Regions from separate parts of the Hordeum vulgare genome. Here regions 2 and 3 are each linked to region 1. The links are chromatin contacts, called in public Hi-C maps. All regions are on one chromosome and are shown on one strand. Each heading gives the region's core, a stretch centred on a gene start, on an enhancer-like site or on the middle of the called end of the contact. The rest is flanking DNA. Distances are from core to core; before and after follow the strand shown. Region 1 holds the start of LOC123404475 (histone-lysine N-methyltransferase SUVR5). Region 2 holds the start of LOC123401245 (protein KINESIN LIGHT CHAIN-RELATED 2-like). Region 3 holds the start of LOC123402579 (histidinol-phosphate aminotransferase, chloroplastic-like).

Evidence for each region. Hi-C and Micro-C count contacts between places; a contact is called where the count stands out from the background.
Region 2: a Hi-C map of leaf shows a contact between it and region 1, with 4 times the contacts expected there. The contact joins the promoter of LOC123401245 here to the promoter of LOC123404475 in region 1. A contact is called at or near these places in 4 of 6 Hi-C or Micro-C datasets (leaf and seedling) and 1 of 1 datasets of contacts at active chromatin or transcription factors (embryo).
Region 3: a Hi-C map of leaf shows a contact between it and region 1, with 7 times the contacts expected there. The contact joins the promoter of LOC123402579 here to the promoter of LOC123404475 in region 1. A contact is called at or near these places in 4 of 6 Hi-C or Micro-C datasets (leaf and seedling).

What each region holds. Positions count from the first base shown.
Region 1 is chr6H:466,479,888-466,484,359 of MorexV3_pseudomolecules_assembly, forward strand. It overlaps LOC123404475 (histone-lysine N-methyltransferase SUVR5), which reads left to right and starts at 2,183. Exons shown (of 13, transcript XM_045098407.1): 1 at 2,183-2,323; 2 at 3,246-4,231. The coding sequence starts at 3,365.
Region 2 is chr6H:466,059,379-466,063,850 of MorexV3_pseudomolecules_assembly, forward strand. It overlaps LOC123401245 (protein KINESIN LIGHT CHAIN-RELATED 2-like), which reads right to left and starts at 2,073. Exons shown (of 3, transcript XM_045094995.1): 1 at 1,778-2,073; 2 at 1-1,547. The coding sequence starts at 1,461.
Region 3 is chr6H:466,787,525-466,791,996 of MorexV3_pseudomolecules_assembly, forward strand. LOC123402579 (histidinol-phosphate aminotransferase, chloroplastic-like) reads right to left here and starts at 2,499. Exons shown (of 9, transcript XM_045096505.1): 1 at 2,171-2,499; 2 at 1,846-1,929; 3 at 1,431-1,585; 4 at 1,250-1,347; 5 at 1,027-1,135; 6 at 777-934; 7 at 533-675; 8 at 302-442; 9 at 1-91. The coding sequence starts at 2,416.

The sequences.
Region 1 (4,472 bases), core at 933-3,432:
GCCCAATTGGAAGCACCTTCAAATGCGTCCGGAGCATGAAGATATCGACCAAACAAAATGAGGTTGCACCAGAATCCGAGTCAAACAACAAGTTCAAAGGTGTTGCACCACCTCCACTTGGGCCCATAGGCCTTGTACGACCTAGGGTTACTTTTAGGCTGTCTTGGATGTCATCCCACCTCCTTGGCCGCCACCCCTTGCTCCTATATAAGTAGATCAACCTAGTAGCTTTCTGCTTGGGATTTGTTTAGTTAACAGTTAGCCATTGCAACTTCGTGTACTTCGTTTGTGTCCAACGACCAGATGAAGACCGCTTTCGGATCCTCACCCTTATCAATACTTCATATATATTCGCAATATTCACACTGCAATATCATATTCTTGCTTGTTCTTCGATTGCTTGTAGGAATAGACCTTCGTGGTCAGGTTAATCGTGCTCCGGCGTGGTCAATAACCTCTTGGAGATTGGTTTAGCGATTGCTAAGGCGCAACGTCGTGCACGTTTATAGTCGGATCATCAAAGTCGTCTCCACCAAATCGATAGTTACCATCTCATTGAAAGATCGGGACACCCTCGCCTCTATCAAGTGCTCTATCATGTTGCACAAGTTTATATGGGTTATGTGAAGAGTAACCTCACAAAGCATATTAGTACCAAGTTCTTCTATGCACACGAACTGCAACAGTTGAACGAGGTGAGAATTTTGCATACCAAGTCATGTGACAATCTTGCTGATATGTTCATTGAATCATTATCCGCATCATCCTTTGAGAGGTGTGTGCATGGAATCGATATGATGAGACTTAGAGAGATGCAAGGTTTAGGGGGGAGAAACTTCACAAACTCGTCGCTAAAATCTCGATCCCGATGGTTGAGTACTCGGCCTGATGGTTGAGTGAATTGTACTCTTTTTTCCTTCATCCTGATGTTTCTCACCTAAGGTTTTTGACGAGGCAATTCGTGCAATACAACAACGTATACTATGCGCTATTTCTTCATATTTGTTCCCACTTGGTTTTTCGGAGTTTTGAGACATGGATATAAGGATAATTACCCAAGAAAGAGTGTTGGGAAACCGAACCCATCGTGGGACGAGGCAACGACGGCTTTCGTGCGAGGCACGAAGTCAACCCCTCTCTTTGTTTCCCCTCTTTTGGTTAAGTGGTTACTTATCCCTTGACCCCTACTCCTATATTAAGAGACGAGGAGCAATCATTGTAACGAAGATCATCATTAATAAAGATAATTCTTCCTCTACTTTCTGTGTTCTTCTACCTATTATGTAATTGTATACAACGTTGCTCCGCTTTGCAACCTAGGACTAGGGATGGCACCCGTAGGGTATGGGTATGAGTGGAGCCATCCCATACCCTTACATGCCCCCTGAGCTTACCCATCACCCTTACCCATACCTGTCAACGGATATAATTTTCCCCATACCCGTTACCCGATAGGGTAGACTGGTATCCACGGGTAAAATTATCCATGTTTGCAAATCAACAATTTGAACAATTTATAGTCATAAACAACAAGATATAATCATAGTTTACAAAAATAGATATAACAACAACATATACTTATAAACAACATCATATAGTCATAAACAACAACACATAGTCATACAGTTTCATTTCACAAGCTATTGATATAGTGTAGATTGTATAGGTAATAATGAGTTTACAAAGATTTATATGGGTATATGGGTATGTGGGTATGAGTTATATGATCGCATACCCATAACCGCTCTACCCAATGAGTTTTAGATTTTTCTATTTATATACCCATGACTAATTTTTTTATCTCATACCTTTATTTTTATAGAGTTTTTACTCGCAGGATAGGTGGGTGATGGGTATCCATTACTATCCCTGCCTAGGACCGAATTCACTAGCACGAGTTGCGAAACAGAAAGTTCCGCTGAAGCCCAACTCTAGCCCATACTAGCCCATACTCTCTCAAGTCGGCCTGAACGGTTAATCCGGGTAAGTAAAATTGGGTGGGCGTTTATTTTATTTCGTTTACCCTTTTTTTACCTGTGGGTATCGCGAGCACGCCGCCCACCTCCCGCATCTCTCTCCCCCTCACGTCGCAAACCCTGTGTCGCCACCACCGCCTCCTCCTCTCGCGGCGACCCCGCCCCCCTCCTCCGGTCGGCGCCGCCCCGGTCTCCTGACCGCCGTGGCCCCGTCGGCGCGCGCCCTCCCGTCGCCTCCGCCGCCTCCGCCGCATCCTCCTGCCTCCACCGAGACATCTGCGGGTGCTCCTGCCCCTGCCGCCGTCTTCGACACCCGCCGATGCCACCGCGGAGCCTCGTCGAGAAGGGTAATTCTCCCTCGCACCCCCTCCGTTTCAAGGATCGGCCCCATTCCTCTTATTCCGGGATTTGAATCGCTGGGCGCGCAGATACAGGCGCCTATAGGAAATAGAAATCTAAACTCCGTCGCGGGAGTCCTGAAGGATCCTGATGCTTTCAGAGTGGATCCCATGGGCGCATTAATTCGTGGGCTGAGTTCGTCCTACCACGGGAGTTTTTCATAGGCATTGAAGCGGCTCGTTAGGGTTTTGATGGTACAAATAATTAATGATACCGATTCCAGTAGGCCAATGCCGCCCCTCTGTGCCAGTAATGTACGTATAACCAATACCGTACAATCCTCGTGTGTTTTTGCCATAGCAGTATTTCGTAATTTTTTTGGGAGTGCGTCGTACTTGTATGATTCATGTAAATTTGATTGCTCCCGTGCATTCTAAATTTTCGCTCGATGGTGTATTTGCGTATTTTCTCCGAAGGGACATCTGTTGTGTCTTGGTACCAGTCTCAGCATCAGTACCATATCTCAGGTATTGAATTCCTGTGGCTAAGTTGTTATGTACTCCCTCCATAGAAACGGAGGGAGTAGTATGTACTGCCAACTGTCGCATAATAACCTGTCATGTTTCTTATTTAAACTGTTATAAGTAGCCGATTGCAAAACCAAGATTTGTTGAGTACATGAGTGCAAACGCTTTGTGTTTACTGGCAAGAAATTTGCTTGGTTAATCAAATGGAACTGCAAGTCATTATGCATAGCCAATAAAGTTGTAACTTCAAATATGACCATAAAGCTGAACTTTAATCATTTTACCATTTTCTGTTTAAGCTGGAGCTCCATTATCTGTTCAGTAAGTTTATTTTTGTTCCTTCTGCTATACATTTGTTTTCATATGAAATTTCTACACTCCTAAACCACACTTTTGTTTCTAGGTGTTGAATAAGTCATAAGCGTTTATGGACTTGAAGCCAGTAGAGGATTTTTCCTGCACTGCTTTTAGAAATCCTGCTTTTTTTCACAGTGGATTGGCAGATCTGAACTTATCAAAGAAATGCTGATGGATCCACCTGTTATGCAAGCGGATTGCCAATTACAGAATGACGTGGAGAAAATTTCATCTATTTCGTATGATAGGAAACATACCTTATCATGTAATGACCACGGGTGGCAAGCCTCTGATGTTCATCAAACAAATGTCGTGATAAGTTCTAACCCTGTTCAAGTTAACAATTCTTCTGGCTCGAGCACAGATGAGAAAGTAGATGGTTCCTCTGAAAAGTCTTCTGTTAGCTTGGATGGTTTATCAGAGGTGAACTTTTTTGTACCACATAAAGAAAAGAACGTCCAGGATGCTTACTTCAATGATGTAAGGTTTCAGTTGAATGCAAGCTTGGAAAATAATAGCTCCCCAGGGGATGTCAACTGCAGCAAACACTGCATCAGTAAGGAGGATTTACATCATTCCCAGGAGATGTGTTCACCACCCAATATAGTGACTGGACTTAGGTCATGCCAGTCAAATGGAGATGTCCGTCCTTCCAAAGGCAAGAAAACGACAGAAGTAGAAGTCAAATATAACGTCAATGTTGATGCAGAAAGTAAGGAATTTGGGACTGACATGGCAAGTAAGGGAGTCGGGGCTGACTTGGTAAACAAGGAAGTCAGCAATGATATGGCCGGATCTCATGATGTCCAAAAGGAGTCGTCATGCCCACTTCAAGGTCTATCAGAAAGAGCTTGTGATGGGTTAGTAAGTAAAATATTTTCTCAGGAAGAGAACGAGACATCTGTCTCACCTAAAAACGGCATGGATATGCTTGTTCATAACAACAGTTGTTATGGTAATGCTAATGATGCTGGCGGAGAGATGGATACAAGAAGTACCGAAGAAGATCATGCTGTGGCACTTTGGGTAAAGGTATGTCTATTTAGGATTAGATGATTGTGGCTATGAACTTTGTTGTATTAGTTCCTTATATTGAAATTATATGTCAAGTTGTGAACTTATACAATGAGAAACCAGCCCTGGAAAAGTCGTGGTTGTTGAAAGTATACGCTAGATGTCTATCCCATATAAATTTTCTTGAAGAATCGTGGTATGTTCTTCGATTCCTACTTAAATGTTCCTATTTCATACTAGATGCATCTATAAATCTGTA
Region 2 (4,472 bases), core at 823-3,322, 420 kb before region 1:
TTTCTGATAAATTTTGAGAGCATTCTCACAGTATGATTTTGATTCCCTCAGCTTCCCTGTTTTGTTGTATAGATCTGCAAGCCGCAGAAAAACAGAAGCCACGGTGGCATGATTCTCCCCTTTGCTAGTCTTGAATACTGTAAGAGCTTTCTGGTAAGCACATACAGCCTCGTCATATCGACCCAATGAGAGATAAATGTCACCAATGCTGCAATCCACTGAGGCCACCTCAGTCTCCTGGCCATTGGCGACCATGGCCATGCTCGCCATCACTAGATGTTCTAACGCAGCTTCATGGTCACCCTTAGTGTCACAAATAAGACCCATTAGCCTCCTATCAGCCGTTTCTTCAAGTGATGCTGGCTGGCCATTATCCCTATGAATGTCAAGAGCCATCTGGCACAATTTTTGTGCTTCATCTAATTGTAGTGCCTGCACATGAGCCTCGGCCAAGTACCGGCAAGTCTCTCCAACCCTTGGATCCTGCTCCCCCAATGTCTGCTTCTGGATATCAAGCCCTTTGGCATACCATTGCAGTGAGAGGGCAATCTGGCCTAGCATCCCATAGGTGTCCCCCAATTGCATGCAACCAGAAAACTTGGCAAGTGCGTGCTCCTGACCTTCCTCGGTCACAGGAATCTCGAGGGATCGTTGTAGCACAGGTACAGCCTCTTCGTACTTTCCCATGTTGCAGTGGATTGCAGCCACAACATGCAAACTCATGACCAAGTTCAAGCTTGGCTTTCCACCTGCACATTTCTCAAATGACTTGGTGGCACGGAGAGCATATTTCAGCGCTCGCCGTGGATTATCAGAGGCAATCAAGTCTCTTGCATGCTTAAGAAGAAATGGACCAAGGTCTGGGTTATCGAGCCCAGCATCTTCTGTTCCATTCTGTGATTTGGCATTAGCTTTCCGGCGACGGCCAACTCGGCTTCCGGGCTTGCTGACCTCACTCTCACCTTCCTCGGGGGATGCTTTGCCATTGGGGCCAACAGAAGCATCCGATTCAAGCTGTGATTTTGCAGCCTTCTTCTTGGATGAATTGGAAGACTGAGGCCTGGCAGGGGTCCCATTGCCAGCAGTAGGTGCTGCATTTGTAACACTTCCACTCCCCTTCTCCTTCTCCTCCTCCTCCTCAATGACCTTCATGGCCTCCATCTCCCCAGCAACAAGGTGGCGAAGCTCCGAGTCAATCCTTGATTCCTCCCCATCCGACCCAAAGCTCTCGCGTGATGGGGATCCGCCACCCTCACTTGAGCTCTCCATCTCGCACACATTGTTGTAGAGTTGCTCAATCGAGGGTTCCCCGGCACCAGAATCCTCAACGTGCATCTCAAGTGCCTCACTCTGCATGCTTGGCGCCATGGTTGGGGCCGTCAAATTCTCCTTGTTTTGAGAGGAACTCACCTCATGCTGAATCTCCTCTGTAACAACTCCATCCACTATGATTCCTGGCATCTTCGGGGGCAATCAGGCAAAAAATTCTTCTCACCCTTTGTTCGGAAGAGGAGAGCCGGATGAAATTGGAAGGCTCTCCGCAACACCTTGAAAGAAACAGAATACAATCAATAAATTGAGGTAAACAAGATGTAAGTGATACAAAATCAAAACCATCACGGATCAATTTATGAGAGCTCCAATTTTCGGCTAGCTCGGAAGCTGTTAATAAATGCCGGATTAACGGGCCGAGTTAACTGCGGGGAGGGGCGGATCTAGAAAATCTGCGGATGCTAGTTTGGGTTTTGGGAATCTCCGGACGGCCACGAGCTCATACCTCAAGAACCAACGCCCGAGATCGCTGACGGGGTGGAGACAGCAGGGACGGGACGTCGCGATGAGGCGCGGCGACGGCAGCGACGGCGGAGAGGCTGGGGGGTCGAGGCGTCAGCGATGGCGCGGAGCTACCGCGCGGCGGCAGCTCTAGGGAGGGAGCAGCGGTGGTGGAGTGGAGGAGAGATTTTAGAGCTGCATTGGGTGTGGGATTGGAGCTTGTGTAGGTCAGAGCACCATGAAATAGGTGGGGGAGGAAGAGGAAAGGCACGGGATGGTGGAGAGCAAATGTCGCTGTGGGGAAGAGAAGATGGATTTTGACCGGGAAGGGGAGAGTAAAGATTTTAGTATTTACAAAGTACTAGCCATTGTGATGAGGCCCATGGAGGGTTTTTTTCCTTTGGATTTTATTTACAAAGTACTTCCTTTCCACTACTTGCAAAATTCGGAAGAAGAAAAATAAAATACTCCTTTTCTAAAATTATACTCCCTCTATATCTAAATAATTGTAATTGAAAAAAACTAGACTAGTTCTTTTCAACTACAATTATTTGGATAAGTACTAAACCAGCGTCAATAAATATTGTTCAGGAGGAGTATATAATTTTATTTAAAATCATAACCATAATTTACTTCCTGATCTACCACTTGATGCATCATACGGCACCCATAACGGGTATCAATATGGCAGGCTGACATTTTAACATTTGAGGCATCTTGTCGATGGCGTGTATGCATTTTTATGTTGCCGTAGTTGCCTACAGATTTTACATTGACATACATAATTTTTTTGGATTGCACATTCTTTTTGTTAAGCGTAGATAGAATAAGATATGCGTTGAGAATCTAGCTGTGATGGATAAGTTTATTCTCTTGGGTTAAACTTCTCACCATTTCTAGTATCATCTTAAGCATGTTGTATGGTCGCTTGCAACAATCAATGCAGATGTAGGACCCCTCTTCTATCGGAAAATAAGTTATTGGAGTGAGCTATGATAGTTGAATAGAGCTAAATGGGTTCCCAACCAACGAGGTATCATTATTGTTAGTGAAACCATTGCTGCTAGCTCTTTTGAGGATACCTTGGACAAAACAACTGCGATGCATAGATTCGACGAGCGTTCATCATTGTTGTTTTTAGTGTCGAAGCTCCATGTCATCGATAAAAACTTGTAAAAGTAAGGATTAGGGATTAATTTGGTTCCGTTCTACTATTAATCTATTATGATGTGTCAACATTCTTTTTTTATTGTCGTGCTGAGTCTAACTAGTGAACATTGCAGCCTCTAACAAGATACTTCCTCTGTTTCATAATATTAACGTAAAAAAATATTTTTATATTATGCGACGGAGGAAGTACGTCGTTGTGGCGTCATATCATTTCTTGTGAGACTAGACGTTTCATCTACTGGTGAAAATATCCATGGACAAGATATCCATCGCGTTATAAGTTTAGCCGTCGTTTTCAGTGTGATTAAAAGAAGACAGTACTCCAAGATTTTTCAAATATCTTTCGGGAAACCTTTACTTTTTGAATTACACGTTGTGCTATGTACAGCATTTTGGCCACCATATGATTGCAGCATGTCCCCGAGAGGTGCCGTTGCTGTTGCAGCGGGACGGGAGGAAAGGTCGCTGGTCTTGTGCTGTTGCTTGGTTGTTAGCGGAAAGAAACGGGCGAGATGACAGAGTGGAGGATCGGGTGGCAGGAAAGCGACGGCAGGGCGGAAACAAAACATAGACAACGGATTCGTCGCTCGCTTGCTTAAGGGGTCGGCCAGACTTGCTCGTCACCGGCCGGCGGCCGGCCAGCCACTTGGTGGCGCTGCTGGCTTTATTTGGCCGGACGGATGGATGGATGGGTTCCTCTGAACGGACTCCATCATCCATCGGGAACTCGTTCGCTTGTTGGTGTGGTCTTCCCTGTCATCTGCACCGCGTCGAGGTGGATCCCGTCATCGATTGTGTGATTGCCTCGTGGTGGTTGGTCAATGCTTCGATCAAAACCATAGTATTGCCACGGAGTCACCGACAAGAACCGGAGATGGAAATATTCGGTGTTTTGTGTTGGGTGTGGATGCTGGATTTGGAGCAGTTGTAGAGCGCCGCTGGCTAGTGACGACTGACAGCAAACGTGCAATACGTTGGGTTTCATATTATCATTCCTTCTAGAAAATGGAAAGGGAGGATCACCTGGCTAGCAGCGGCGAGAGATGCGGCAGCAAGTGCGGGGATTGATGGAATAATACGGCGCCTCCAACGCGGATCACCGAACGGGCGTCGTCGAATGAAATTGAAATAACACACCTGCTCTGCTGCTCACCAGCCGGCCGTTGGCCTGGGTTGTCCTGTCGCCGTTTCCATGCCCCCGGAAAAGGAAGGCATTCTCACCCTTGTTCTCTCAGAAGCGATGGCAGGGCATCTCCACCCCAAACCTCAAACCGCCGGTGACCCTTCCGACCACACCATCTCGCCATGTTTTGTCATATAAGAGCGTCTAGAACCGGACATTGCAAATATGATCCTTTAAACGTCCGTAGATGCGTCCGGTTAATGACCGGACATGTTTCTTATTTGTCCAAGTATGCAGCCATATTTTTCATTTTTTTCTCATATGCGTCACTTGCACGTGATTGCTGAAGAAAAAAAAAGAATGCATAAAGAAAAGAAAAAGGTGGTCCGGGGAGGGACCGCGTCCT
Region 3 (4,472 bases), core at 1,249-3,748, 310 kb after region 1:
GCTCAGGCTTTCCAACTGAAATACGGATATAACCCTTAAGTTCCTTCTTGTCATAGTGGCGGATCATCACCCCCATCTTTGCAAGATCCTCCTGCAAATATTTTCCACCAATTCAAGTGAATAAAACTGCATGTCCTGTATTGTTCAACGGGATTTAAATCGCATATATGTTTAGAAGTGTGAATAGCAATGATCGCCAAATATCATCATTTTGTCACCTCAAAATCACAATTAAAGGGGCTATATTATCTCAAGGAAATAAGGCTGAAACTTGGACAGTGCAATAATAAGCAAGCCAGACCTTTATTTTCTTTGCATCTTTTCCTGACGTGACTTCACACAGAATGAAGTTAGCATGACTGGGAAATGGTTTCAGGTAAGGTATTCCTTTGAGAAGATTATACAGCCTCTCCCTCTCTTGTAGTAGCAGGTTTTTCACACTCTTCAAGGATGAAAGGTCCAACAGACGTATTAGCCAAGTTCGAATTTTCAAAATGATGTTACATTTGAATTATCTTTGTGAAAGATGTACCTCCAAATAGACTGGGTTCTCCAAGGCAGCACATGCAGAGACTTCTGCTGCCACAGAAACATTATAAGGCTGCTTGGCCCGCCATAAGTACTCAATAATGCTTAGAGGAAATGCTCCATAACCCACACGAAGCCCAGCTAAACCTGCATCACGGGTAACTCATAAATAAATTTACTTCCTTTTGCTTCTTCATAACACATAAACTTTCTATACACACTAAAACGATAGAACACAAATCACACACCTGCTCGTTTGCTAAATGTTCGGAGAACAATCAGATTATCATGCTTCTTAACCCATGTCATCCTTGATTGAAGGCTCGAAAACTCAACATATGCTTCGTCCAGCACTACAAGTACCGGAAGGTCAAGGATCTTTAAAAGATCCTCATCGTTGATTACACTAACCAAAAAATTTGAAATGATTCTGTAAAATACTGCAATAAACACGATAAGCAAATAAATTAACACGACTGTTGAGTGGCAATGACATACCTGCCATCTGGGTTGTTCGGAGATGTCAAAAATATGCATTTTGGCTTCTCCTGTTCAACCATTTTGACAATGTTTGCAATGTCTAGGGAGAAATCAGGAAGTCTTGGGACTAGAGCAAGGAATGATGAATGGCATATAAAATCAGATTCAGAAATCACATAAATTTAACATATAAAAATCACAGAAGGTTTAATAAATAAAAGACCAAGAGATCATTAGCTACCTTTGATGACAAGTGCAGCATTGACTGAAGCATCAAATTCGTACATGGTAAAAGTTGGAGGGCAATCTACAATTTTATCACCTGGTTCAAGTACACATCTGCATTTCCATTATTGATGGTTACTCAACTTTGAGATGAAGATTTCAACAAAAAACAGGTGCCAGATGAGCTACAAACTAACCTCATAATTAAATCAATTAGCTCATCAGCGCCGCATCCAACAAGTATGTGCTCAGTTTCAAGTCCAGAATCTTCAGCGAGAGCAGCACGCAAGTGGCGGCTTTCAGGATCAGGGTACACATAAGGGAATTTCAAATTTCCTAATGCTGCAGCTACCTGTACAGAAACAGGTATCCATTAGAGACAGAAAAGAGAAGATATGGATTGTCTTGGTACCTTTTTGTTACTCTATAGAGATATGTCATTTTCTGTTACAGGCTGAAAAGCATACATGATACTAGTATGCTACTGTGTTTTAATTGGATTTTAAGACTGCTTCTAAACCAAAGTAGCAATGTTGACGCTGAGATTTTTACTACACGATAGAGGTTATCACTCATTAGAGTAATCCGAATACGGGAATTAGAAGTACACACCTCCGGCGGTGGACCATATGGATTTTCATTGGCGTCCAGCTTGATTATATCCTCTGGTTTACGGCCCAGCCGAGCAGATAGCACCTAGCAAGAGTTCCAATTTTCCAATTTGGTCAAACAACGTCAAGGAATTGCAGATTACAGCTTCGAAACTATATCCAGACAGCTGAGACGCCACGGGAGCTTGGTTTCGAGCATTTCCTTCCAGAAGCGCAAGCACGTCGCCGCGCGACATTTCCACAAGCACCTCGCAAGCGCAGCGAAACGCGGAGCATCTTTCACTGAAAGGTACAGGAGTGTCTAAGCTTTGGACGGATAAGGATACCTCGAAGGGCAGGATGGGCTGGTACGCGGAGAGGCTCCTGAGGTGGCGGCGGATGAAGGAGGCGCCGCTCGGCCGCGGCTCCGCCTCAGCCACCGCCGCCGCCGCCGCCGCGGGCTCCTCTACTGGAGTAGCGGACGCCATGGTGCGGAAGGACACCCTGGACGCCTGGCGGCGCCGCCCCTCTCCGGAGAAGTGGGAAACGGCCGGCGACGGGCTCCTGATGCGGGCTCGGACGGCACAGTCCATCGACGGCGCGGTTGGTTGGTGCCACGGACGGCCGGCCGAGTTCAACAGAGGACGACGGACAAGTGAAAACGATAGGCGGCGTTTCGGCCACGTGAGGGGACAAGTGGCGGAGACCCGACACGTCTGTGTCGCGCTTTGATATTCGTGCTGAGACGGGCGCATTGCCTCTTGCCTGCCTAGTACTCCCTCTGTTTCTAAATATTAATCTTTCTAAATATAAGTTTTTCTAAAAATTTCATTAGAAAACTAATGTATATAAATATATTTTAAAGTATAAATTAACTCATTTTGCTTTGTATGTAGTCTCATAGTAAAATCTCTTAAAAGACTTATATTTCGAAACGAAGGGAGTATATAAGTAGAGCAAAATCTCTAAAAATCTGGGCCGCAAAATTCGTTTGAGGATCCTCTAATCTAAAATAAATTTGTGATATCGGTTTTCCTGCAACACATCTACATATGAAATAAGACCTTGTTTTGTTCCAAATAAGTCACCAACTTATAAGTTGAAAAATGCCAAAAGTGACTTATTTTGCCAAACACACCCAACTTATAAGTCACCCCAACTTATAAGTTATAAGTTGCTCCACCCCAACTTAAAACTTATAAGTCACCTACTTTTGCATGATAGGTGACTTATAAGTCAGATGACAACCAAACAAACGTGACTTATAAGTCCTTGGTTTTAAGTCACCTGACTTATAAGTCACCTAACTTATTGAAACCAAACAGGGCCTAAGTATTGCATACCTAAATCATATATTATTGATCTTATAGATACGCAATAACTATGTTACATCTAGATGTGTCATAGACACATCCTTGTGATATCGTGTACGACACGACATAATAGATGTACTAAAATGATATTGTAAATATAAAACAAAGTTTGAGCCGAGATAGTTCACCACCGGAGTTCATCATACATTCAAAATATAAAAACATAGATCAAACTGATGTAGACCTAGGGATGGTCGGCACGTCGAGGTAGAACTCCTGCGCTGACCTCCGGTAAACGTTGGCGAACTCGTACCCTTTCTTCGTCGCCGCGAGCCATTCGACGCCATTTTCTCCGGCCACCACTCTGTACTGCGCGGCATGGAGCTCCTCCTCCGCCTCGCGACACCTCTTGTTGTTTGGTCCAAGAGCATCGTCGACCTTGAAGAAGCGAGCCCACATGCCCCCGGCCATCGTTGCGAGTTGCGTTTGCATGTCTGCTTCGAGCACCACGGCTCGACGACGAGCCGGATGAAGCTGTCGGCCTTTGCGTCGTGTCGGCACCGCACAGATAGCCACGGCTCCATGCCCACGAGCTCCATCGACCATGGATTTGCGAGAGATGAAAGTTGCCACGCGGAAACGATCGTTGTAGAAATGGAATGGCCGACAATTGTGGCGGAGAGGGCAGGGAATATGAAGGATGAAAACCCTAAGACGCTCGTTGTCTAATAAACATAGCGGAGGAGGGGGGGGTATACGAGTCACATATATATTTTAGACGGGTTGGGCCATTTCTAACGGATCTCGTAATAGGGACCGGTTCCTTCATTGGTCCGATCGTTTCGACGCCGGGGTGGAGGGGAGCTCCTAGTCAGGGTTGCACGCGCCCATTAACAGCCCAGCACCTACAGCGTCGTTGGCCTGGGCCGACCGAGTAGCAAGCTTGCGAGATGTTCCGTTTTTTTTGTTTTTTTCTGTCGATGCAGTAGGAAAAAAACCGCCTAGGTTTTCTATTTGTTACGGAAATAAAAATATAGAATCAAAAAGGTTTACAATTTAAAGAAAAAGGTTCATTCATTTGAAAAAACATCATATCTTTAAAAAATGTTCATCAATTTTGAGAGAAGTTCATTCAAATTGAAAAAAAGCATCCAATTTGGACAAAGATCATTAAATTTTTAAAAAGTTCATAGAAGTTCAAAAAAGTTCATGTATTTTTTTAAAAAGTTCATAAATCTTATAAAAGTTCTTCAATTTTGACATTTTTAAAAAGATGTTCATCAATTTCTTAAAAAATCATAAGTATTCAAAAAAGTTAATCGAATTTAAAGGTTCA